7 separate regions of the Mus musculus genome follow, and all the other regions are linked to region 1. Evidence: chromatin contacts called from public HiChIP or PLAC-seq, Micro-C and promoter capture Hi-C data. All regions are on one chromosome and are shown on one strand. Each heading gives the region's core, a stretch centred on a gene start, on an enhancer-like site or on the middle of the called end of the contact. The rest is flanking DNA. Distances are from core to core; before and after follow the strand shown.

Evidence for each region. Promoter capture Hi-C pulls out the DNA fragments that hold promoters and counts their contacts. A called contact is a pair of places that touch in the nucleus more often than the background predicts. HiChIP or PLAC-seq counts read pairs in DNA pulled down with a chosen protein or histone mark.
Region 2: an HNF4G HiChIP or PLAC-seq map of pancreatic cancer cells shows a contact between it and region 1. The contact joins the enhancer-like site here to the promoter of Anp32e in region 1. A contact is called at or near these places in 1 of 484 Hi-C or Micro-C datasets (rod photoreceptor), 7 of 115 datasets of contacts at active chromatin or transcription factors (bone marrow-derived macrophages, embryonic forebrain, embryonic stem cells and 4 more) and 1 of 9 other capture datasets (pancreatic islet).
Region 3: a contact with region 1 is called in a Micro-C map of embryonic stem cells, with 2.5 times the contacts expected there. The contact joins the enhancer-like site here to the promoter of Anp32e in region 1. A contact is called at or near these places in 2 of 39 promoter capture datasets (the HPC-7 cell line and liver), 2 of 484 Hi-C or Micro-C datasets (B cells and embryonic stem cells), 2 of 115 datasets of contacts at active chromatin or transcription factors (effector CD8 T cells and extraembryonic endoderm stem cells) and 1 of 9 other capture datasets (liver).
Region 4: a contact with region 1 is called in a promoter capture Hi-C map of liver, with 2.8 times the contacts expected there. The contact joins the promoter of Ecm1 here to the promoter of Anp32e in region 1. A contact is called at or near these places in 1 of 39 promoter capture datasets (liver), 1 of 115 datasets of contacts at active chromatin or transcription factors (pancreatic cancer cells) and 2 of 9 other capture datasets (adipose tissue and liver).
Region 5: an H3K4me3 HiChIP or PLAC-seq map of bone marrow-derived macrophages shows a contact between it and region 1, with 2.8 times the contacts expected there. The contact joins the enhancer-like site here to the promoter of Anp32e in region 1. A contact is called at or near these places in 2 of 15 datasets of contacts at CTCF or cohesin (the NIH/3T3 cell line and large pre-B cells), 3 of 484 Hi-C or Micro-C datasets (bone marrow-derived macrophages, liver and nephron progenitors), 5 of 115 datasets of contacts at active chromatin or transcription factors (bone marrow-derived macrophages, embryonic forebrain, embryonic stem cells and 1 more) and 3 of 9 other capture datasets (adipose tissue, embryonic stem cells and liver).
Region 6: a contact with region 1 is called in a FOXA1 HiChIP or PLAC-seq map of pancreatic cancer cells. The contact joins the enhancer-like site here to the promoter of Anp32e in region 1. A contact is called at or near these places in 2 of 39 promoter capture datasets (the HPC-7 cell line and liver), 2 of 115 datasets of contacts at active chromatin or transcription factors (extraembryonic endoderm stem cells and pancreatic cancer cells) and 1 of 9 other capture datasets (liver).
Region 7: a contact with region 1 is called in a promoter capture Hi-C map of liver, with 6 times the contacts expected there. The contact joins the promoter of Mtmr11 here to the promoter of Anp32e in region 1. A contact is called at or near these places in 6 of 39 promoter capture datasets (cranial neural crest, frontonasal cranial neural crest, liver and 3 more), 1 of 15 datasets of contacts at CTCF or cohesin (large pre-B cells), 3 of 484 Hi-C or Micro-C datasets (liver, nephron progenitors and uterus), 12 of 115 datasets of contacts at active chromatin or transcription factors (the SCID.adh cell line, astrocytes, craniofacial prominence and 9 more) and 5 of 9 other capture datasets (adipose tissue, embryonic stem cells, liver and 2 more).

The regions. Positions count from the first base shown.
Region 1 is chr3:95,927,541-95,930,509 of GRCm38.p6, forward strand. It overlaps Anp32e (acidic (leucine-rich) nuclear phosphoprotein 32 family, member E), which reads left to right and starts at 1,717. Exons shown (of 7, transcript NM_023210.4): 1 at 1,717-2,110. The coding sequence starts at 2,057. It overlaps Gm46815 (a long non-coding RNA gene), which reads right to left and starts at 1,485. Exons shown (of 3, transcript XR_001783926.1): 1 at 1,200-1,485.
Region 2 is chr3:96,086,583-96,089,343 of GRCm38.p6, forward strand. No RefSeq gene overlaps it. Among named protein-coding and RNA genes, the nearest start is that of Gm30044, 16 kb to the right of the region's middle. Within about 2 kb of position 1,394, at least 55 of the 459 cell types and tissues checked have an H3K27ac peak or open chromatin away from gene starts, as enhancers often do. A contact at or near this core is called in pancreatic cancer cells, where this site is marked.
Region 3 is chr3:95,674,243-95,676,942 of GRCm38.p6, forward strand. Adamtsl4 (ADAMTS-like 4) reads right to left here. Exons shown (of 18, transcript NM_144899.3): 18 at 1,959-2,700. The coding sequence ends at 2,591. It overlaps Gm52627 (a long non-coding RNA gene), which reads left to right. Exons shown (of 2, transcript XR_003954671.1): 2 at 1-2,000. Among named protein-coding and RNA genes, the nearest start is that of Gm52627, 3.4 kb to the left of the region's middle. Within about 2 kb of position 1,384, at least 274 of the 459 cell types and tissues checked have an H3K27ac peak or open chromatin away from gene starts, as enhancers often do. A contact at or near this core is called in B cells, the HPC-7 cell line, embryonic stem cells and 2 more, where this site is marked.
Region 4 is chr3:95,738,060-95,740,833 of GRCm38.p6, forward strand. It overlaps Ecm1 (extracellular matrix protein 1), which reads right to left and starts at 1,510. Exons shown (of 11, transcript NM_007899.3): 1 at 1,314-1,510; 2 at 180-242; 3 at 1-57. The coding sequence starts at 1,383. Tars2 (threonyl-tRNA synthetase 2, mitochondrial (putative)) reads right to left here. Exons shown (of 18, transcript NM_027931.3): 18 at 1,915-2,260. The coding sequence ends at 2,112.
Region 5 is chr3:96,133,773-96,136,702 of GRCm38.p6, forward strand. Otud7b (OTU domain containing 7B) reads left to right here. Exons shown (of 12, transcript NM_001025614.1): 2 at 2,702-2,852. The coding sequence starts at 2,768. Among named protein-coding and RNA genes, the nearest start is that of Mtmr11, 27 kb to the right of the region's middle. Within about 2 kb of position 1,464, at least 25 of the 459 cell types and tissues checked have an H3K27ac peak or open chromatin away from gene starts, as enhancers often do. A contact at or near this core is called in the NIH/3T3 cell line and bone marrow-derived macrophages, where this site is marked.
Region 6 is chr3:95,692,553-95,695,494 of GRCm38.p6, forward strand. No RefSeq gene overlaps it. Among named protein-coding and RNA genes, the nearest start is that of Adamtsl4, 6.1 kb to the left of the region's middle. Within about 2 kb of position 1,554, at least 89 of the 459 cell types and tissues checked have an H3K27ac peak or open chromatin away from gene starts, as enhancers often do. A contact at or near this core is called in the HPC-7 cell line, extraembryonic endoderm stem cells, liver and 1 more, where this site is marked.
Region 7 is chr3:96,160,581-96,163,308 of GRCm38.p6, forward strand. Mtmr11 (myotubularin related protein 11) reads left to right here and starts at 1,390. Exons shown (of 17, transcript NM_181409.3): 1 at 1,390-1,678; 2 at 2,049-2,139; 3 at 2,512-2,633. The coding sequence starts at 1,613. It overlaps Otud7b (OTU domain containing 7B), which reads left to right. Exons shown (of 12, transcript NM_001025614.1): 12 at 1-549.

The DNA.
Region 1 (2,969 bases), core at 467-2,966:
GAGGTTCGGAGATGCTGAACCCCCTGGAACTGAAGTTAAGGATGGTTGTGAAGCACCGCTGGCGTCTTCTGAATGAACAAGTACGCGCAGCATAACTCAACCACTATACCACCTCTCTAGCCCTGTGGCACAAGCCTTTGATCTCAGCACTCAGGAGGCAAAGGGATCTGAGTTCGAGGCCAGCCTGGTCTACAGACTGAGTTCTAGGACAGCCAGGGCTACATGAAGATACCCTGTTTTGTACTTTTCATCTCCCACCAAAAAAAAGATAAAAATAATATTTTGAAGGGAGAAAGGATTTGTTTTAGTTCACAGATCTTGGTATAGTTTATCACAGAAGGAATTGCAACACATGGCAACTAAGAAGCAGAGAAAAAGGAATCTAAAAGAAATAATTACATAGTTTCTGTTGTTATTGTTATTTTGTGACAGAGGCTGGCCTTGGATTTACTTAGTAGATGACTGTGGATCTGCCCCTCTCTCCCTTCTGAGGGCTATGATTAAAGGAATGTTGGATCTTTCAGGAACATTAAACAGAAAAAAAAAGTTTTGGTTTTGTTTTTAATTTACTTATTTTGTTTTTGCATATCCGTGTGTTTTGCCTGCACGTACGCACACACAATGCATCTGTGCCTGTGGCCTGTGGAGTCCGGAGGATGCCTCTGAATTTCCTGGCATTGTAGTTATGGGTGATTATGAGCCACTATATGGGTGCTAGAAATCGAACCAGGGTGGAACCTCTGCTAGAGGTCATTGCCTCTCCATCCCCTCACACTTAAAAGAACATTTTAAGTAGATTCCTGTAGGAAAGGAGAGGCCTTGCTGGACAGTTTCTGATAATTGTGTTTCTTTAGGCCTGTGTTATTTTTCCTCTAAGGTGTCAATTTTGTTTGTTTGTTTTTCTGTCTTTTGGAAACAGTCTCTCCCCACCCCACCCCCCTTTCTGTGTAATCCTGGAACTCGCTCTGTAGACCAGGTTGGCCTCGAATTCAGAGATCTGCCTGACTCTGCCTTCCAGTGCTGGGATTAAAGGCGTGTGCCACCGCGGCTGGCTCTAATATTCCAACTTTTTAGCAGTGACAAATGACCTCAGTATCAACTCCTCCTGGACAGTTTTATTTAAAGGCTTCTGACTCAACGTGCTAAACTCAACTCTGCTTTCAGAGCCGTTCCCCCCTTTATGTTGGAAGTTAAAATACCTTCTTTATCACGCTCTGGTTCTACAAGCAGTTCGGGACGGGGAGGTGTCACCAACACGCTGTTCGCGCTCGCGCCCCTGCTTACACTTTAGCCGCAGAGCAGAAGGCTTGTGCTTTAAGACCACCGAAAGCTCTGGGTGCAGTGTGTTGCATGACCCACTTACAACTTGGGGATGCCAACGACGCCTTTTCCCTTCCTTTTAACCCTGAAGCCAGAAAAACCCCAAACAAACAAAAACAAACCCAACAGACACCCAAACCGTCCTACTACCAAGGGGAAAGCGCGCCAATCACACAAAGAAAAGGAGGGGGGCGACTGGGATTCAAAATCATTTCTCCGGGACGTACATCCTCCCGAACCTATCGGAATTAACTGCGCGCCTAGTCAGAGCCAATAGACACTGAGTTTCTGGTCCAGGTCCCCCCTAAAGACAAATGGACAACCCTCTAGCCCAATGGAGTCGTGTGACGCTAAGGACTCGACCAATCCCGTTGGGAGGTGGGTGGAGTGTAGGCTAGGGGGGGTTGGCGGTGCCGTGTCATGGAGGCTCAGTCTCGCAGCAGCCATTGAAGGGGAAGGAACTGCGGGCGCGCGCGTGTCTCTCTCCCTCACTCTCTCTGTGTGAAAGTGTGTGCGTGCCCGAGTGTGCGCGCGCGGGTGTGTGGACTCGGAGGTGGGGGCAGCCGAGTTAGTCCCAAGTCGTCGGACTCCATTTGCTATTCTTTTCTTTCTCTCCCACACCCGTGTGGTAGTGGGCGTTCGTCTTTGCGTCTCTTTTCATTCATCTCCAGACCTTTAGAGGTTTTTTTAGGGTTGGGGATAGTGGGGAGGGCAGGCGAGGGGAAAGGAGGAGGACATGGAGATGAAGAAGAAGATTAACATGGAGTTGAAGAACAGAGCCCCGGAGGAGGTGAGATGACTCAGCCCCCATAGTCCCCTCCCGCCCTGGATCGTGAGGGGTGGGCTTCGGGGGTCCGGGTGGGTGCGCAGGGCGGGCTGGGAAGCGCGCCCCCACTTGGGGTGGAGGCGGGGTGTTTATTTTAAGTTTTAAATCACCAGGCTCTTGTGCTTAAAATGGCGAAGGGCTTAAGTTTCTAGGGGCATTTTCGTGAGCGCGCGGGGGCTCAGCCCCATGGCGTCCTCGCAGACTGGTGGCCCGGCATCGCGGGCGCGGGCGGCGTGGGCGCGACCCCCGGGTCCTCGCCACCTGCGAAGTTGGTGTAACTTTCCCGCGGCGCCGCCACTCGGCCGGCCGCGGCCCCGGGTGTGGGACTCGCGCCGATCTGTGCCCCACGCTCCCTCCGACCGTGCCCGCTCGCGGGCAGCACGCGCCGCGGCCGGGGCCGCAGCGGAATCCCGGGACCCGACGGCGCGGGCCGCGATCCGCGTGGCGCGCGGACTTTTACGCAAGCTGGAGGCTTGTGCGAGCCTCGCTGCGCTCAGTGCGGTCGTAGGGAAGAGTCCCGAGTCTTGAAGGGGGCCCGGGAGGCGTCGCCCCGACTCCCCGCCGTCGGATTCCCTAGCGGTTTACGCCAGGTCCGCGGGTCTGGAGATTGGCCGCGGCGGGCGGGGACCAGGCTCGCTGATTCGCGGCCGCGGCGTGAAATCGAGGGACAAGGGGTCCGCGCCGCCGTGGTCCCTTGACGCCCGCTCAAAGGCGGGCATCTGCCGGGCCTCCACAGTTATCATGCAGAGCCAACGGTCCCTGAGCCCTGCTGATTTTCGTGGTTCCTTTGCGGGTTTTGGTGACTGGAGGCGAGAGAGAGGTG
Region 2 (2,761 bases), core at 144-2,643, 160 kb after region 1:
TAGATTCTTCCTGTTAAGCCCAAGTGAAAAATACAATAATTTAGTAAGGGAGACAAGAAAGAAATACAATAATTACCAATACAAGGCTTTGAAAAGTTGAAGTAGGGCAGGGGGTGGTTGTGAGCTTTGCACTTTGCAAACTACGGCGCTTAGACGGCCGAGGAACCACGCAAAGGGCTGAGGCCTGAGAACTTTGAGTGGGGCTTGGAGACAGGAAAACGGAAGGGCCAGAGCCGAGTGACGTGGACTCTGGACGCTGGAGGCTAGGGTTGGAAACAGGCAGCTACAATGAAGCTGAATCAGAACACCATGCTAGTGGGCAAGAAGGTGGTCCTGGTACCCTACACCTCCGAGCACGTGCCCAGGTACCACGAGCGGATGAAGTCAGAAGAATTGCAGCATCTGACAGCCTCAGAGCAGATGACCCTACAGCAGGAGTATGAGATGCAGTGTAGCTGGTGTGAAGATGAAGACAGTGAGGAGGCCCCCACCCCAGGCAGCCTCCACCCTCCCTTTCTCTCACTCCTCAGCTGCTGCCCCTCCGGGGGCATCACTAAGCTATGATGGTGACAAGTTTGGAGGTTGCTCATACTTGAACTGCTTAGTGAAGTGATCCCCACGGCTGACTCCTTTTTCCTGGGCTTGGAGGGATTTAGAGAAAATAAAACAATTTGATTTCTAAAAAAAAAAAAAAGAAAGAAAAAAAAAAAAAAAAAAAAGAAAGAAAAGTTGAAGTAGAGAGGGAGAGCTGTTTATCTAATATTCGAAAGTGGAGGGGTGGGTGGGGAGGTAGAGTCTCATCAGCCCTGACTGCCCTGAAGTCTTCAGTGTATACCAACATGACTCATGATGACTCTGACTTCTGGGATCCCAGGCCTGGCCACGCCCAGATGATCCTATATTCTTTACTTCCTGTCAAGTCTTACAGCTCAGAGATCAATTAATGAGACAGTTCCTACCTTCATACAGTTTATACTCTAAAATTGAGACAGAGAAATAAGTATGACTTAGCCCAGAAAAGAAAAAGAACTCTCAGGGTCAGTTTACAACCTGATGAAAACAGAATTCTCAAACTGCACAAAATAGCACCCAAAAAGATTATTACAGGCCATCCTTTCTTATGAATGAAAGCACAAAGTCTTAAATATCAGGAATTCAGTGAGTGACTTATTGTGACCAGATTGTAGAAATGGTTTACTATCAATCTTAGAAAGTCTCTAAGTAAAATTCACTATACCCTTTAGATAGTAGAGGAGTTAAGATACATGCTATCTCAAAAGAAAAATTAGAAAAGATTTGAATCTGGCTGTGATGGACCATGACTGTAATCCCAGAACTGAGGAGGTAATGTGGGTGGAGGAGGGCGATCGTCCCTGCAAGCATCATGGCCAGCAGGGACATGGCCAGCAGGGACACTGACTGCATGAGGCATGAGCAAGAAGGAAAGTCCGCTCAGTATGACTTAGTCATCTGGTGTTGGCTCAAACTTCTGGAGTCTGACACTGGGCGGTTTTTTTTAGACATCTTTAAGTACAGTACAATTTTGGAAAACAGTTTTCTGGTAATAATTATTCCTTCCCATGTGCATACTAAAGCTTAAAGGGTGAATATCTTGAAACTCTTTTGCAAAGTACATGTGGCCTCTAACCATGCAGATGGGTTCTACAGTTTAAGGGCCTAGGATTTAGTGTGGTCTCTAACCAAGATAGTGTAGAAGTCTCCAGGCTATAAAGTACATGTGACATCTCCCCCAAGGATGGGTCCTATTGGCCAAGAAGCAAAACTAAAGATAAATGTCTAGGGAGGAAGAGTCTGGGATAAACATTCTGGGAGATTGGGGTGGGGCCTGGCCCTACACAAAGGTCACCAGGTCATTAACAACATCCACTCTCAGCCTTCCGAGTGGAAACCAGGTACATATCTCCTCCATTGAGGAGACAACCCTGTGTGAGTGAAGTTCTTGGTTTTTCCAATGCGTATCTGTGAGCGCCTGTGCCTTTTACAGGTGAGAGCAGGAAACTCTAGATCAGGCATTCAGGATAATAATTATGACTACTACTACTAATAATATCCATTTAGTGGCAAGTTGAAGGCCAGGCAACCTAAGAACCTGTCTCCAAAAAAATCCACAATCCACAGGCACGGTGGCACATGCCTTGATCCCCACGCTCAGGAGGCAATGTGACAGTGTAAGAAGTGTACACATGAGAAACAAACATGTCTATTTGAAAATGACATAATGCACTACATGAAAAGGAACACAGATGAGCAAGGAATCAAAGCCCATCAGAGAAGACTGACATACCAAGGAGATAAAAATATTTGTAACATTTTAAATATTTATATGTATGTATGTATGTATGTATGTATGCATCCATAATGTTTGGATCAAATCTATTCCCTTTTCCTGCCTGTTCAGTTCCTCTCCTATCTGCTACCACTTTTCCCTTCCACCTTCATGTTCTCTCTCTCTCTCTCTGTTTCCCTCTTTCTCTCCCTCTCTCTCACTAAGTATATTTAGTGTGCCTGAATGTGCATGAATTTGGGACCAACATTTTTATTATTACATTGCATTGATATATTGATTGTGCGTGCGTGCGTGTGTGTGTGTGTGTGTGTGTGTGCTTTCGGGTATTCAAAAGGCCGCTTTTAGGAGTCAGTCAGTCAGTCCTCCTTTCCTATCATATAGGTCCTGAAGATTGAACTCAGGTTATTGGGTTCGCTGGGCTGTAGTTACCCCTGAGCCATTTTGCCTGCCCCA
Region 3 (2,700 bases), core at 134-2,633, 250 kb before region 1:
GAAAAAGAAAGGAGGTGTTGGGGGGAACCCTTGAGGGCTATGGCTGCATTCTCCACCTGTGATTGGCTCTCAAGCCCAGACCAAAATCTAAACCTGCCCAGCAACAACCCTAAGAGGCCTCAAAAGGGAGGGGAAGTCAGCTGAGCTGTGGCCTCCACCCCAGCCCTGTTTCCAGGAACTGATGGGCGGGCTGGGAGGGCAGCCACCCCTCCCTTGCTCGGGGACTCTGTGTTCACTGCCTGCATCTGGAAGCTGACTCCTGGGCCCCATTTCTCTGGTCCCTACATCTTTGCCTGTCCTTCCAGGGTCACCTAAGAAGGAAGCACACCTGACCCTCTTCAGAGGCAGGGCATTCTTGTAGCCTCCTTGTGGAACCCCTGTCCTGGGCCAAAGTCAGGTTTTTTTCATGGTGTATTTGGGGAAAGGGTCTCACAAGTATAGCCCAGGCTAGCCTTGTGATCTTCCTGCCTCAGCCTCCCACGTGCTGGGATCACCCATGGCTTTATTTTTTAATTAAAAAAAAAAAAAAGAAATAAAAAGGAACAGATATGACTGCTCCTAGGTATGACGAAGGAGAAAGTTTACAGTAGATCAGAAGAACAAAGCCAGAGGCAGCCACATCTGGGAGAGTTCAGAGTGATCCTGACCTTGTGAGGAGAGGGGGGAGGGGAAGGGAGCAGAAACCAGGTCCAGCTACCAGTAGGCCAAAGGTACAAAAGGGGCAGGTAGCCAGGACGGTTGCTTATAAAGGGAGGGGCAGTCCAGTCCCGTGGGCTGGGAGACAGGGTGTGCCAGTCATACCCTTGTAACAGCGACTGAGGGATGCTGGGAGAACCTGTTGACTGTCAGGTCCACTTTGATATATTAAGCAGGCGCCTCAGCCGTTTGTCCGGGGTTAATTTTCCTTCCCCTCCTTTGTCACCCACTCAGTCCCCTTACACTGTGCTTGCTGTCATCTTCCTGCTCAGCCACATCCAGCGGGAGGACAGCCTAAGTCCCAAGGCAGGGAGCTTTGTACCCTTCTAATGTAGCAAAGGGTTTGCTACAGTGGAACAACTTTATTCTTAGGGGAACTTGGTATCCAAGGAGTGTAGCTGTGTTCAGAAAATAGTAGTAAAACTGTCTGCAGGCTTTTACTAATGGCCATACTCAGCCTGTCTGAAGAGGCACAGACAGAACAAGGCTGCCTCCAGCGGGGCATCGGCAGCAAGAAAGTCAGGCCTCAGAACCAACTGTAGGGGCCAGGGAAGAGGACCCTGGAGAAGGCTGTCCACTCCACCTTTAACAAGTTATTTACTTTGAAAGAAACACACAGGGAGAGGGAAGTGGTGGGGGAGGGAGGAGGCCTGGTGAGACATCTCTGTGGAATGTGTCTCTGGCAGGACATCTGGTCCTGCCTTGGCCCCTCCTCCCTCCTCCTGCAGTCACAGAGTCATGCGGGCCAAGCTCCTATGATTTTGCTGAGCAAAGAGAGGGGGCAAAGTTACCACCCCATGCACCCATGGAAAGCAGTAAGCAGGCATCTAGCAGGGAAGTGGGTAAAAGAGGAGGAGACAGGGCCAGAGCGAGAGAACCTGAAAAGCAACATGCATGCCCCACGCTCGTGCGCACACAAGCCAGCTTAGCCCTGCATTGAAAAGTTCTGCTGGATTCCTAGAGACAACAGGAAGAGCCTACCCAAAAGCCCACCACAGGCTCTCTGCTGGGATCCAAGCACCCATTACTGCTCCTAAACTGGGAAAAGTAGCGGCCTCTAGTGGCCAGTAAGCCATCTGCAGATCTGTAGTGGGACAGAATCTTAGGCCCTTGATCCAGACTGCCCCAGGTTTGAAGCTCACTCCACAGCCCATGAGGACCACATCTTCCTCCCATCCCTAAATGCCGCTCCTCTTCCCACACCACATCTGGCCTCACATTGCTCGGATGGTGGGGTCCCCATGAACATAACGAAGAGCATGTTTATGTCAAAACCAACTTTAATAAAAAATAAATTACTTCTGGGGTGGGCATCATTTTCAGTGTGAAGTGGCGACTGGGGCTAGGATGTCTTATGCTGACGTTTCTCTTTTTCACCCTCGACACAAGTGGTCCCTGCCCTGGAGAGGTGTGGTCCTTCCCCAGTAAGGTAGGGTAGCAGTGGCTGATCCCTGCCCCTGCTAATGAGGGAGGTAGGAATACAGAGACTAGATAAGGCAGGGATGGGAACAACAGGGTAATTTAGAAGATGTGGAGACGAGGATTGGGGCACAGACCTGGAACTTCTGGGGGACACACACTATGTAGCTCAGATTAGTGTGGAAATATAACCTTGCTCTCTCCCCCTTTCTCCCCAGCCCAGAAAAGCATGAGGGATACAGGCACCGCCCACTTCCTATTCTTTCTCAAGCTGCTTTTGTGGAAGTGATAAACATACACAGGACAGACCCCCAGGCAGGTCAGGTACACTTCTTGAGCTATCACACTGTAGGTCTCTCACCCTGGAGGATCCCTCTGGCAAGGCTGAGACCAGGTGAAAAGCCAGAGGGTACAGAGCGGGCTAGTCAGTGGGTGGCACAAGAAAACCACGAAGGCAGGGTCTCTGGGACCCGTTTCAAGCCGGTTCCAGCTGGGACTGCTCCAGGACATGGGCACAAGAGCGGCAGCAGGTAGTTGTGTAGTAGGGGTAGACGCAGAGCCGGGCCTGTACCACCAGGGGGCAGT
Region 4 (2,774 bases), core at 260-2,759, 190 kb before region 1:
AGTGGTCAACTCGGAGTCTCCGGGTTTGTGGTGGGGAAGGGGGTGCTGCATAACCTACTAGAGGCAAGAGGGGAGACACTCAGAGCCTCCCAATTGCATGCTTGTTCCCCACAAATTCTACAGCCATGCTGTCCTGAGCACCCGTCTTCATCCGATCTGGTTAGTTCTGAGGCTCTCACCTTCATGGAGGTGCTGGAAGAGGCGCTCTGGCGTCATCTCTCGCTGGTCTGAAGCCTTGAAGGCTAGAGGAAGGAAAGACAAAAGTCAGGCAGTTTTGAGGCGTCCTTTCCTGGTCCTGGACAGAGGATGGGGAGGCTGTGGAGGCCGAGACTGTGGAAAGCCCGCTGTGGGGGAGCCACCTGTCACACACCTCCCCTCTGAGTGGCTGGGTTCTGAGTTGGGGTCTAAAAGAATGTGGCTGGGAATGGAGGTCTGATTTCCTGTCAGTATCTCCCTTGGATGGGGCTTGTGGCTGCCGTCCCCTCCAATGCGCTGATGTTCCAGGATCCACCTCTCTTCAAACTTCTTCCTATAGGCCTTTAAAAATACTTTTGGCCTTTGGGTGGGACGGTTAGCCAAATGTTTAAGTGCCTTCCCCTTCAATCTCAGCTTATTTTAGGTTTCTTAAACAAGAAAAATATTATTTGTGTATGTGTGGAGGGGGCCAGTGTGTCACCGTGGTGATGTGTATAGGTCAGAGGACAACTTGTGGGAGTCATTTCTCCCCTTCCATGTGGGTTACTGGGACGGAATACAGGTCACCAGGCTGGCAAAGCACCTTCACATCTGGAGCTGAACCGAAGGCACAAACCTAGGAACCAGGACAGCAGCGAGGTGGAGCTGTCTCAGACACGGCTATCTATAGAAGGATCTAAGTCTCTGTCCTGTCCAGAGTTGGTATTTCCTTTTGTTCAGACTTCAAAGCAGTGCGTGTGTGTAATAGGGGGTGAATGTGGGTGAACTCTAACTCGTCCTCTGACCAGAGTGAGCCAGTCTAGGCTCCCTGGCTCGGTAGGCTGAGTTTTAGCAGCCCGAGGGCTTCTTTTCCTCCTCACCTGCCTCCTCGTCCCTCCTCACGTGTTCTGACAGGAGGATCCTCACCCTGTAAACTCACCTGTCTTGTGTCTATTTGACTCTAATTTTTGTGTTTCTTAGCAACTACCTCTAGCTATTCTGCTCCTGTTCCAGCCTCCATGGTTAAAGGTTCAGCCCCACTTCACAGTGACATGTTCATATAAAGGAAGCCAATCACCCAACTGCTGAGCTCTTTGGAGCCAGACTCTTAAGCAACTGCTGACCCCACCCCGACTCACCTCCCTCAGAGGCAGCAGAAGCAAGAGCCAAGCAGGCCAAGATCAAGGCTGCTCTGGATACGGTCCCCATCCTGGGGCAAGAACTGGTCACTGGTCACCCAGAAGCTGGTTGTCACAGGCAGATCTAGACTTGAAGGGGTTGGGCCACTTGCTGCAAGCCTGCTCCCCTGGCTGTTGCTACTGCCGTTGTGAACTTCAAGGCCTGCTGTCTGTCTCTCTTTATATGCTATCTCCCGCCCCCCTGTTTCCTGCCATGACTCAGTCCCTGCTGCTCCTCCTCTTACAGCCACTCCTCCCAGACTCCTGGAGCCTCCTTAGCCTGGGAAGAATGGAGGTGATGGAAGGGAGCACTCCTGGATCCCCTCCAAACTGATGCAGAGGATCATGGAGCAAGTTGTCATCTGGACCCTTAATTTGTGCCTCAGTTTCCCATCTGCATACTGTCCTTTATAAAGAATGGATCTGACACTCTCCTGAGTGGGAGTGGGAGGAGAATGGCTGCCTGAGGCAGTGCCCTTGCTGGTCAGAGGCCTCAGTATCCCTTTGCCTCAGGTCTGGGAAAGAGGGAGTAAAGCATTCGGACTCAGATGAAGGCACAGCCTTGGCTTCAAGTATATTTTTATTCTCCTTCTATCCAGTCAGTACAGCATTCCTTTCTGTGGGGAGCCCCCACACCATGTCTATTTTCAGAGAGCAGTTCTGAGGCCTCGGGGACATGCGGGGCTGCCAGCTGGGTTACTGTCCCGTGGAAAGGGACGGACGGCTCTCATGAGTCTGTACATCACCAATGGACATGACTCAGAACACTTCTTCTGCATTGGGGACCCTGGCGTTCTGTAACTCCAGCAGTCTCTGCACGGACTCGGCCAGGTCTCGCTCCCCGAGCTGCCGGTTATCTCGCGTGCGTACGTTCACTGTCCTTTGACTCTGCTCTCTCTGGCCAACCACTGCAGGAAGAGGAAAGATTTGCAAACCCAAGCAAAAGTCACCCTATGGGTTGTTTCCTTTTGCTTTGCAGAAACTTCAAACTCCTGAATCTTTAGGAAAGGTAGGAGCAGAGCCTAGCCGTGGCTGAAGCCCATGCTTAGCTCGCCTGCCCTGCTGCTGACTGTCCACTCTGATGAGATAAGGAAGTGGGCCGGGCTTTACTCCCCTCTCCCTGCAGGTCAGGAGCCCAGGGCTGGGAGATACAGAGTCAGTTAGACAGAGACAAACATGGAGAGCTACACAAAAAGAAAAACTGTATGTGTGTGACCTGGGGGGAGGGGTACGGTACAGGAAGGGGAAACAGCAGGGCGGGGCTTGCTCTCAGTGCTGCCAAGGCAACGGGCATGCGTGATGCCCCAGTCAGGCGGTCTGGCTAGGAGTTTCTGCTTCTTGCTTCCAGAGGCCCAAGAGTCAGGAGCAACTTCCTTCCCTAAGACCTTTCTTGTCCCCTAGAGCTGCCTCCACCCACACAAC
Region 5 (2,930 bases), core at 214-2,713, 210 kb after region 1:
CCTTCGTTCCACGGAGCGCTGTGTGTGCTGTTTCGTCTTTCCCACGTCCTTTCAGAAAGCTGTTAGAGTAGCTTACAGTGGCTTGACTGTCTGTCTGTCTGTTTGTTTGTTTGAGGCAGGGTGTCATAGTTCTATCTGCCCTCGAACTCATTACATAGACCAAGCTGGCCTCGAACTCACAGGGAATTACCTGCCTGCCTCTGCTTTCAGAATTCTAGTATTAAAGACCTGAGCCACCACACAAGTTTACCTTATTTTATTTTTTAAGAGTAAAGATTTAAGTTCATTTTGGAGTTAGTCTCTTAATTTTGGACTATTTATGTTTGTTACTTGGATAGTGCCCATGTCCTGTGACAAAGTGGTGAATACAGTGGGCTTTGGAGAGAATTCTCATTTGCATTAGATGAAAAGCCTTTCATTCACCTGTGAATTCTGAAAGCATTTAATTTTTTTTTTTTTTGGACAGGGTCTTTCTTTGTAGCTTTGAATTCTCAATCCTCTCGCCTCTGCCTCTTGAGTGCTGATGTTAGAAATGTGTAATACTTGCCTGCCTTGAAATTCAATACTTTTTATTGTTGTTGTTGTTGAAACACTTTATTCAGAGGCTTGGGGGAAAGTTGTAGAAGTCCATGTTGTCTGCTGTCCTGCCCAGGGCAGACCTTAGAGATCTCCCTGTCACTAAGAGCTTGAAACTCAATTCTTAGGCACAAGTTGCAAGGGGGCTGGGTCACTTCATAGAAAGCTTGGCCAGAAGCTCTTCATGTAGTTCTGGATTAGTGTGAGATTAACAGCAGGGGCTGTTTACCTTAGGCTGGATTGCTGGCTTGGTGCTTAGGATAGTGAAACAGATGCAAATTAGACATTTGTTTATAATGAATTTAGTCACTAGGTATTTATAACTGCCTATTATATTGTAGATACCTTGCTCAGTGTTGGACTAGGGATATGAATAAATCATGCTCTGTACCCATTGGTTTCTTGTATTATTAGAGCACTATAAGAAATAGTGATTTCTCTTTTAAAAAAAAAAATCCAAAGAACTACCACCAACAAAACAATTCAGTTATCAGGTTAGAGACTTATAATTTTTACAACCCACAAAAATTTGCTATTTGCCTTACTAGTTCTAAAAATGTAGAAAAATGGAATCAGATCATACTACAAAAAAGTTGTATTAAGGGATAGAAGAGGAGTGAAGAAAAAAATCCTTGGAGGTCATGCTTAGGCTTTAGGTTTTCGGAGGAATGTATTGTCTGAGTCATCTGTTGTTTTCAACAATTCTGGTTTTGTCTTTTCCAAAAAGATGATTAGTGGGTGCAATGAGACAGTTGGATACCTGGGCACTTTATGAACGAGCCCCTTCTACAGAGCACCGTAAGACTAATGAGTGTGGTCAGAGGTGGATCTCCACCCTATTTTTGCTTTCTCAGCTGGGACTATTAACCTCAGAGGAATGTTGACATGGTGCCAGGCTGTCAGGTCAGGGACATAGTTTCTGCTAAAGTCAAGTCTGAAAGAGGGATCTTTTCTCAGGTAAACTGGCACTCGTTTGTCCTGGGAGACAACTCTTTCTGATTGTGTTTCCTGAGTTCTGCAGTTAGTGACTGTTGGGATGAGCCTCTGGGATCTCCACTCAGAGTGTGGAATAGTTTGTTATTTTGAGAAGTTTCAGCATTCAGTTTACTCTTCCTGTTTTCTCAACTAGCATGAGAATATTAGTCAGCCTTGAAGTCATCTGCTGTATAGTGTTATTTTGTTTAATAAGTATCTACTAAGGGCCAGTGTGCCTTGTACTGTGTCAAGTAGTTCATCCTGAGGATAGATCAGTAAAGAAGACATGCAACTTCCTATTTCCAAAAATTTGACATGAAAATCAAAGGCTAGGGCTGGTGAGATGGCTCAGTGGGTAAGAGCACCTGACTGCTCTTCCGAAGGTCCAGAGTTCAAATCCCAGCAACCACATGGTGGCTCACAACCATCCGTAACGAGATCTGACTCCCTCTTCTGGTGTGTCTGAAGACAGCTACAGTGTACTTACATATAATAAATAAATAAATCTTTAAAAAAAAAAAAAAAAGAAAAAGAAAATCAAAGGCTAGGCAAAGAGTGATTAAAGTACGTTCAGAAGAAAGCCAGAGCATGGTGGCACATACCTGTAATATCAGCATTCACAAGGCTGAGACAGGATGATTGCTACAGGTTTGAGGTTAGCCTGAGCTACATACGAAGCATTGTCTACAAAACCAAAAACCCTTAATAATCAATATGTTTCAGGAGGGACATGAGCATGGCGCCATTTAGGAAATATTGTAGGTCAGAGAGCTTTCTAGGGCAGCAGATTGCTGCCTTCTCCCTTTAGACTGGAGGGGCAGACATGGCACTAGGGTGGGTATAGAGCACTTCCTAGTATATGCAATCCCTGGGCTACATCCTCAGTGCCTTTCTCCTTAAAAATCAAACCAAAACAATGAAAAAAGCAGAAGCAAAGCTTTGTTGAGTAGTTTGTAGTTACTGTAGGTATTAAAATATTGTTAACAAGGAAATGAAATGTGATTCTTCATGAAAAAATTTATTTTTTGTTTGAAAATTCAGTTGGAATGAAGGAACCAGAACAGTTAGCATGTGTTAAGAGACTGTTGAAATCGGGCTGTGATGATGCTGTTCTGGTTAGGTGAGCCTTGTGCATGCATCTCCTTTTCAGGTCAGAGCCTGGATTTGGATCTATGTTCTGCTCACATCCTGCTGCCTGAGAGTACCTGATGATCCCATGACCCTGGACATGGATGCTGTCCTGTCGGATTTTGTTCGTTCCACAGGTGCAGAGCCAGGGCTGGCTCGAGATCTTCTAGAAGGTAAGGAGAAAGTGAGAAAAGAGAAAGCAAAATCCCATTAGGGTGATTTGGAACATTTTAAGGGGATCAGAAAAATGT
Region 6 (2,942 bases), core at 304-2,803, 240 kb before region 1:
TATGTGTGTACATTGTAGCTGTCTTCAGACACACCAGAAGAAGGCATCGGATCCCATTACAGATGGATGTAAGCCACCATGTAGTTGCTGGGAATTGAACTCAAGACCTTTCAGACGAGCAGTCAGTGCTCTTAACTGCTGAGCCATCTTCCCTAAAAATATCTTAATGATAACAACGCCATGCCCTCTGGATTTAACTCAGTGGCCAAGCTGAGTGATAGGGCTTAGCACATACCCATCAAAGCGCCGGGTTTGACCTCTGGCACCAGATTAATAATAATTTAGCAACAGGCATGTATTTACTCTGCCTGAGACCGTAGTGAGGGTTTGTACACATGTCACTCTGTCTTGTGGCTCTGTGCAGTGATGACAGTTACTCTATTTATAGGTATGCAAACAGAAACAGTCCTAACGTGGAGTGTGATGGCCTGCCCATGCCTGTAACTCTGATGAACTGCATCCCTGGAGCTCGGGTTTGGGAACTCCCTGAAGCACTTGAGTAGGGACCAGTTTGCCACCCATCCCCAGCCTTTTCTTCCTCTTATTCAAGATTTACATGTTTTCGCTGGGCAGTGGTGGGCTCACACCTTTAATCCCAGCACTTGGGAGGCAGAGGCAGGTGGATTTCTGAGTTTGAGGCCAGCCTGGTCTACAGAGTGAGTTCCAGGACAGCCAGGGCTATACAGAGAAACCCTGCCTGGAAGAACCAAAAAAAGAAAAAAAAAAGATTTACTTGTTTTCACTTTATGCGTGTGGGTGTTTTGTCTGCATGTCTGTCTAGGCTCGATGTGCATCCCTGGCATCTGTGGCACCAGAGGATGGTGACAGATCCCTTGAGAATGAGCTCCTGCCATGAGGCTGCCGGGAACCAAACTAGGGTTCTCTGCCTGAGCAGTCAGTGCCCCTAACTGATGGGCCATCTCCTCAGTCCTGCTCCTCAGTTTTCTAGGCAGGCCCTGTTATCTCTGTCTATGTTTGTCCTAGGCCTCAAATTTGCTATGGAGACAAGAATGACCCTAAACCCCAAATGTCCTTGCCTCTACCTCCTCAGTGACAGGTGTGGGGCTCCTGTCAGCATTGTTAACGATATATCTTGTGTCCAAGCAAACCTTTTGAGAAGTTCCGATAACTTTACTCAGTCACTTCTTTCCTGCACAGAGTATCTGTAATCCTAGCACTGACAGAGGCAAGAGGATTGAGGGTCCAAACCTGCCCTAGTGACGCAGTGGGTTTAAGTCTGTTTGGGTGTTGCATTAGTCATCATATCAAAGTGAACTATCTTATGTTATCCTTTCTCAAGGAAGGAAGTGCTGGTGCCAATACCAGTATATACAGTTAGAACCCCGGAAGGAATTTGAAACTGTCTGCCTCCGGTGTGTGGACATGGCAACCATTTCCTGAAACTCTGTCCTTTGTCTTTTCCCCTCTCAGAGTCATGGTTTGTTCATCTCTGTTCTTCCACAGGCAATGTTCCATTCACAACTGTGACACGCCTGGCTGGTCGCTAGCCCTGGTTTCCTGGTCCTGTCACATTGTCACACTCATCAATGATGCCCTTTTGACCTGTAAGCTTTGGTTTGACTCAGCTCACTTCCTCACTGTTCCCAAGGGAACCACCACCTCCCGTTGTTCTCTTCCCAGGTTCCTGGATGGGAGACCCTCTACTGTGTGTACTCTGAGTCTATCCGTCTTACCTGGCACACAGTAGGTATTTATTGTAAGGGTGTGGGGTGAGCCCATAAGCAAGAAGTGATAAGTATTTCCTAAACAACTCTGGCCACATTCCAGCACTTTCTGGCTGCTGTCTCATGCCATCGTGGGTGAGCTGGTTCTTGGGCATTGAGACAATGAAGGGACAGGACATGATGTATTGGGTAAGATGAAGACTGAAGTGTGGATGGGTAACCTGGACTCCCAGCTGCTTTGTGAAGTCCAAACTTAGTCAAAAGCTTCAAAGACAGAGTCCTTCCTGATTTTATCTATATTTTCATCTACTAGTGTCTTCCAGCCAGGCCCCGACGTCCTCATGCTGAGTATATTTGCTTGCTGACTGGGTTCTCGGAACAGGAAGTACATACTTAGGGTATTGGATAGACTGACCACACATGACCTTGACCCGAATTAGGGTTACATAATCCTCACTACTATGGCAATTATGTTAAGTGTGTTTGTATGCTTATAAATCTCCCTACATTTTTTTTTTTTTTTGGCTTGGGAAACAAGGTCACTAACTAGAGCTTCTAGATCAGGCTTCTAGAATGTTCTCAGCTGATTGGGAAGGTTTCCCAGATGTCTTTGGTGTTGTCGTGACATAACCATTTTACAGAATTTTGAAAATGTATTGTGTGTATGAGTGTTTTGTCTGCATGGGGATGTACCTGGTACCCATGGAGTTCAGAATAGGAATCCCTTGGCAGTGGAGTTGGCCACCACATGTCAGTGTTGGGAACAGGCCCAGGTCCTCTGCAAGAGGAGCAAGTGTTTTCAACTTCTGGACCATCTCTCCTGCGCCCATTTTACACATTTGATCAAATGGTATCGCTATGATGAAGTAGGGACTAAGTAGCTAGGACTCCTCCTCCTGACACAAGCCACCATGGAGCCCTGTCCCTAAGGGTCTTAATGAACAAAGTAGCCCACACACATTAGGGTTGTGTGGCTGCAAAGCCCACTGTAGTACTCACGACTGTTGCTGTTGCTGAGTGGTCAGTGGGCCTGGAGACAGTGCACGAGAGGGAGCTTTGCCTTCTGTGAGGGCTGTGCTCTTCAGCACTTTACACTTCGGCTTTCTCCTCTATGAAGTCTGGACTATTAACAGAATCCAGTGTATCTATTCATAGGTTGTCATAAAAACTAAAAGAGAAAGCATGTGTGTGAAAGCTGTAGTCACCTACAAAAATAGCACAATGTTATTGTTAATGATGCTATAAGAGCAAGACTAT
Region 7 (2,728 bases), core at 140-2,639, 230 kb after region 1:
TATCTGCATTTGTGCTGCAGGTGGTGAGAGTCTTCCTGTTAACCTAATCCTCAACTGCAGCCCCTTTGTGCTTCTGGTTAGGCGATGATCACATCACTTCTCTCCGTCCTGACCATTCCCTCTATATTCTGCTGTTCCCATACCTCAAGATATTAAAGAACAGAATGAGGCTTTCGGAGGAAAGTGGTGGGGAGAAGAAAAGTAGGTCATGGGATTTTGGCACACCTGTTCCTAAGCTGTTCCTTACTACATACTTTATTCCAGAAGCATTGAGGTGTGTGGTGGGGTGGTGGTGACCAGCAGTCTTTAGGACTTCTACAATCAGGCGTCTAGACCAGCTTGCTAGCAAGTACATACCTGTTTGTTCCAGTCTCTGCTCATGCTAGTTCACTATTTCCACAGTTGCAGCCAACAAAGAGAACTTTGGAAGCTGAGGCTGGAAGGATGTGTGCTGTGGGGAAGGGAGTGTTGAATGTCACGGCCCCCACCTAAGGATTGCTGCCTCTGTACAGACTCAAAAACAATAAAACAGCAGCTCATTAACACCTATTTTGTATTTCATTTCCTGTCTTCTCCGTGTTGAAACATGCTGCCCTCAAGCTGCCCTCCTTAGCATCTCTGTTCAGTGCCCTACAGCCCCATCTTTGCTTTTTAAATTCAGCAGGGAAGGAGGGGGAAATGTGATCCTGGAGCTGAAAAGAGTTTTCCAGTCCTTAGCTTTCAAAGTCCAGAACATGAATCATTCATTAGGAGATCTGGTGACTGGGTTGGAGGGGCGGAGTCATGTACCTGGGGCTGGGCTTTCCATAGGAATAGGTGGCTGCGGGAGTGGGGAGGTGCGCTCGCCGGGCGCAAAGGCTGGTTTAGATATACCACGATCTTTTTCTGGGTTTTCTAGCTCCCGCCCCACTGCCGAGATTTGCACACCAAAATACCTGTGCTGTGTCTGCATCCCAGACACACCAATTTCCGTCCACTCCATTCTGCCCCTGGGCCTGTCACGCTCTCCAGAAAAGGACACAAGGTTCAGTTCCCTTTATGTCCCCTTCTCAACCCGTTAGGTTGTCAGAGGAGGCTGAAAATGAACAAAATCACAAAACCCATGAATAAACGAAACCAAAATAACTGAGTTTCCTAGTGTTTCATCTCTCATTGAAAAAGTATAGAGAGCTAGCCCAAAATGTTTTCATTTAACTACTGCTCCCCTCGTCACACCCACTAATATTCACGAACAGAAAGAGACTAAAATGTGGATGTGGGTTAAGGGAATCTGGGTATCCCCAGTTCCCCCATTCCTCCCATCTTTCTTAAGCTCCTCCATTTCCTTTCTACTTTGAAAAAAAAAATTGCGTATTCTCCTTTAAGGGGCTGGGCATCTTGCCTGTTCTCTTAGAGTCACCGAAGTTTCCAAAGAGCCTCCCCTGTCTGGGCAGGACACACCTTTCAAATAAGACCCCTGGAACTGTGCTCCTGGTATCCGAAATGCCGCTACCGCTGCGTCCTCCCCAGCCTCTTTCTCCCCACCTCTAGGATTTAGCCTCTCCCCAAAAAGAGCCAGCATCTTTGAGGACTCCCACCCTTAGCTGCTCTACTCCCGGATGGAGCCAGGGAAATGTGGTGGGGGGGCCGGGGCCAGAGTTTCAACATTGCCCCCCAGAAGGAGGAGCCAGAGATGGGGGTAAGGAAAAGGAATGGGAGGGTAGCTAACAAGAGAGTGTGAATGGGATGCTGTGGAAATTAAAGGGGAAGGAAAGGATTCAGAGGAGGAGGGTGTATCTGTTTTATCAACTGTTATGGAGCTCGTCTGCCTTTTTCAGTCTCGAGTTGTCTCATTATCCATTAACCAGCCCCTCCTTGTCTTGTCTGCCAGCCGCAGTCAGTGATCTCAATTTCCCTGAGAGGAGAGGAGAGCAGAGCAGAGAAGGGGGGGGGGGGGGGGGGGAAGAACCCGAACAAATGAACTCAATGCGGGTCTCCAAAGGCAGCTACTGGAGAAATCCCAGATTCTGAGTTTAGGGGGTCCCAGATTAACTCTCTCCCCTGCTCAGCTCTCTGGACCGAAGTCTAACCCAGGGAACAGGATGCCGGAGCCCAGCAGTCATCAGCTTGGCAGCTGCCTGGCCTCTGGTTGTCTCCCAGGTAATAAAATGACCTCTCTAGATTCCTTTAAAAGTCTTCCTACCCCATCCTTTTTTGTTTTCACCAAAGATACTCCCTATTCCTTTCCTCGAAGTGTTTCTGAGACTCATTCTCCTGCCTCCTTCCTCAGAGCTTGTGGAAGGCCTGGACATTGTTCATTCTGCTTTCTCACCCCGGCTACCACTTTTCTTATTAACTATCCAAAGACCAGTGAGTGTATATGTGCCACGTTCTATGCAGGGTTTTAGAAGTTAAAAAAAAAAGTCTATTCTTTTCCTTCAATTTTACATCTAAGGATAGACGAGTAGCCACATAGAAGTGTGGGGCAGCATTGGGGATAGTTAGACCTTTGCTTCTCTTTCTCCCTTTTAGGGGAGCATATCCTAGCATGGGCACCAGGACGAAGGAAAGGGCCAGGACTAGACCTGCCTGGAACTCTGATCTGCACTAACTTTAGGGTAACCTTCCAGCCTTGTGGATGGCAGCGAAAGCAGGTGAGGTGATTAGTGTAATAGAAAAGCTTGGTGCGGTGTCCCAGCAGTTGGGGGGTGGGGCGTTGAGATGGAAGACCATGAGAGTTCCAGGCTAA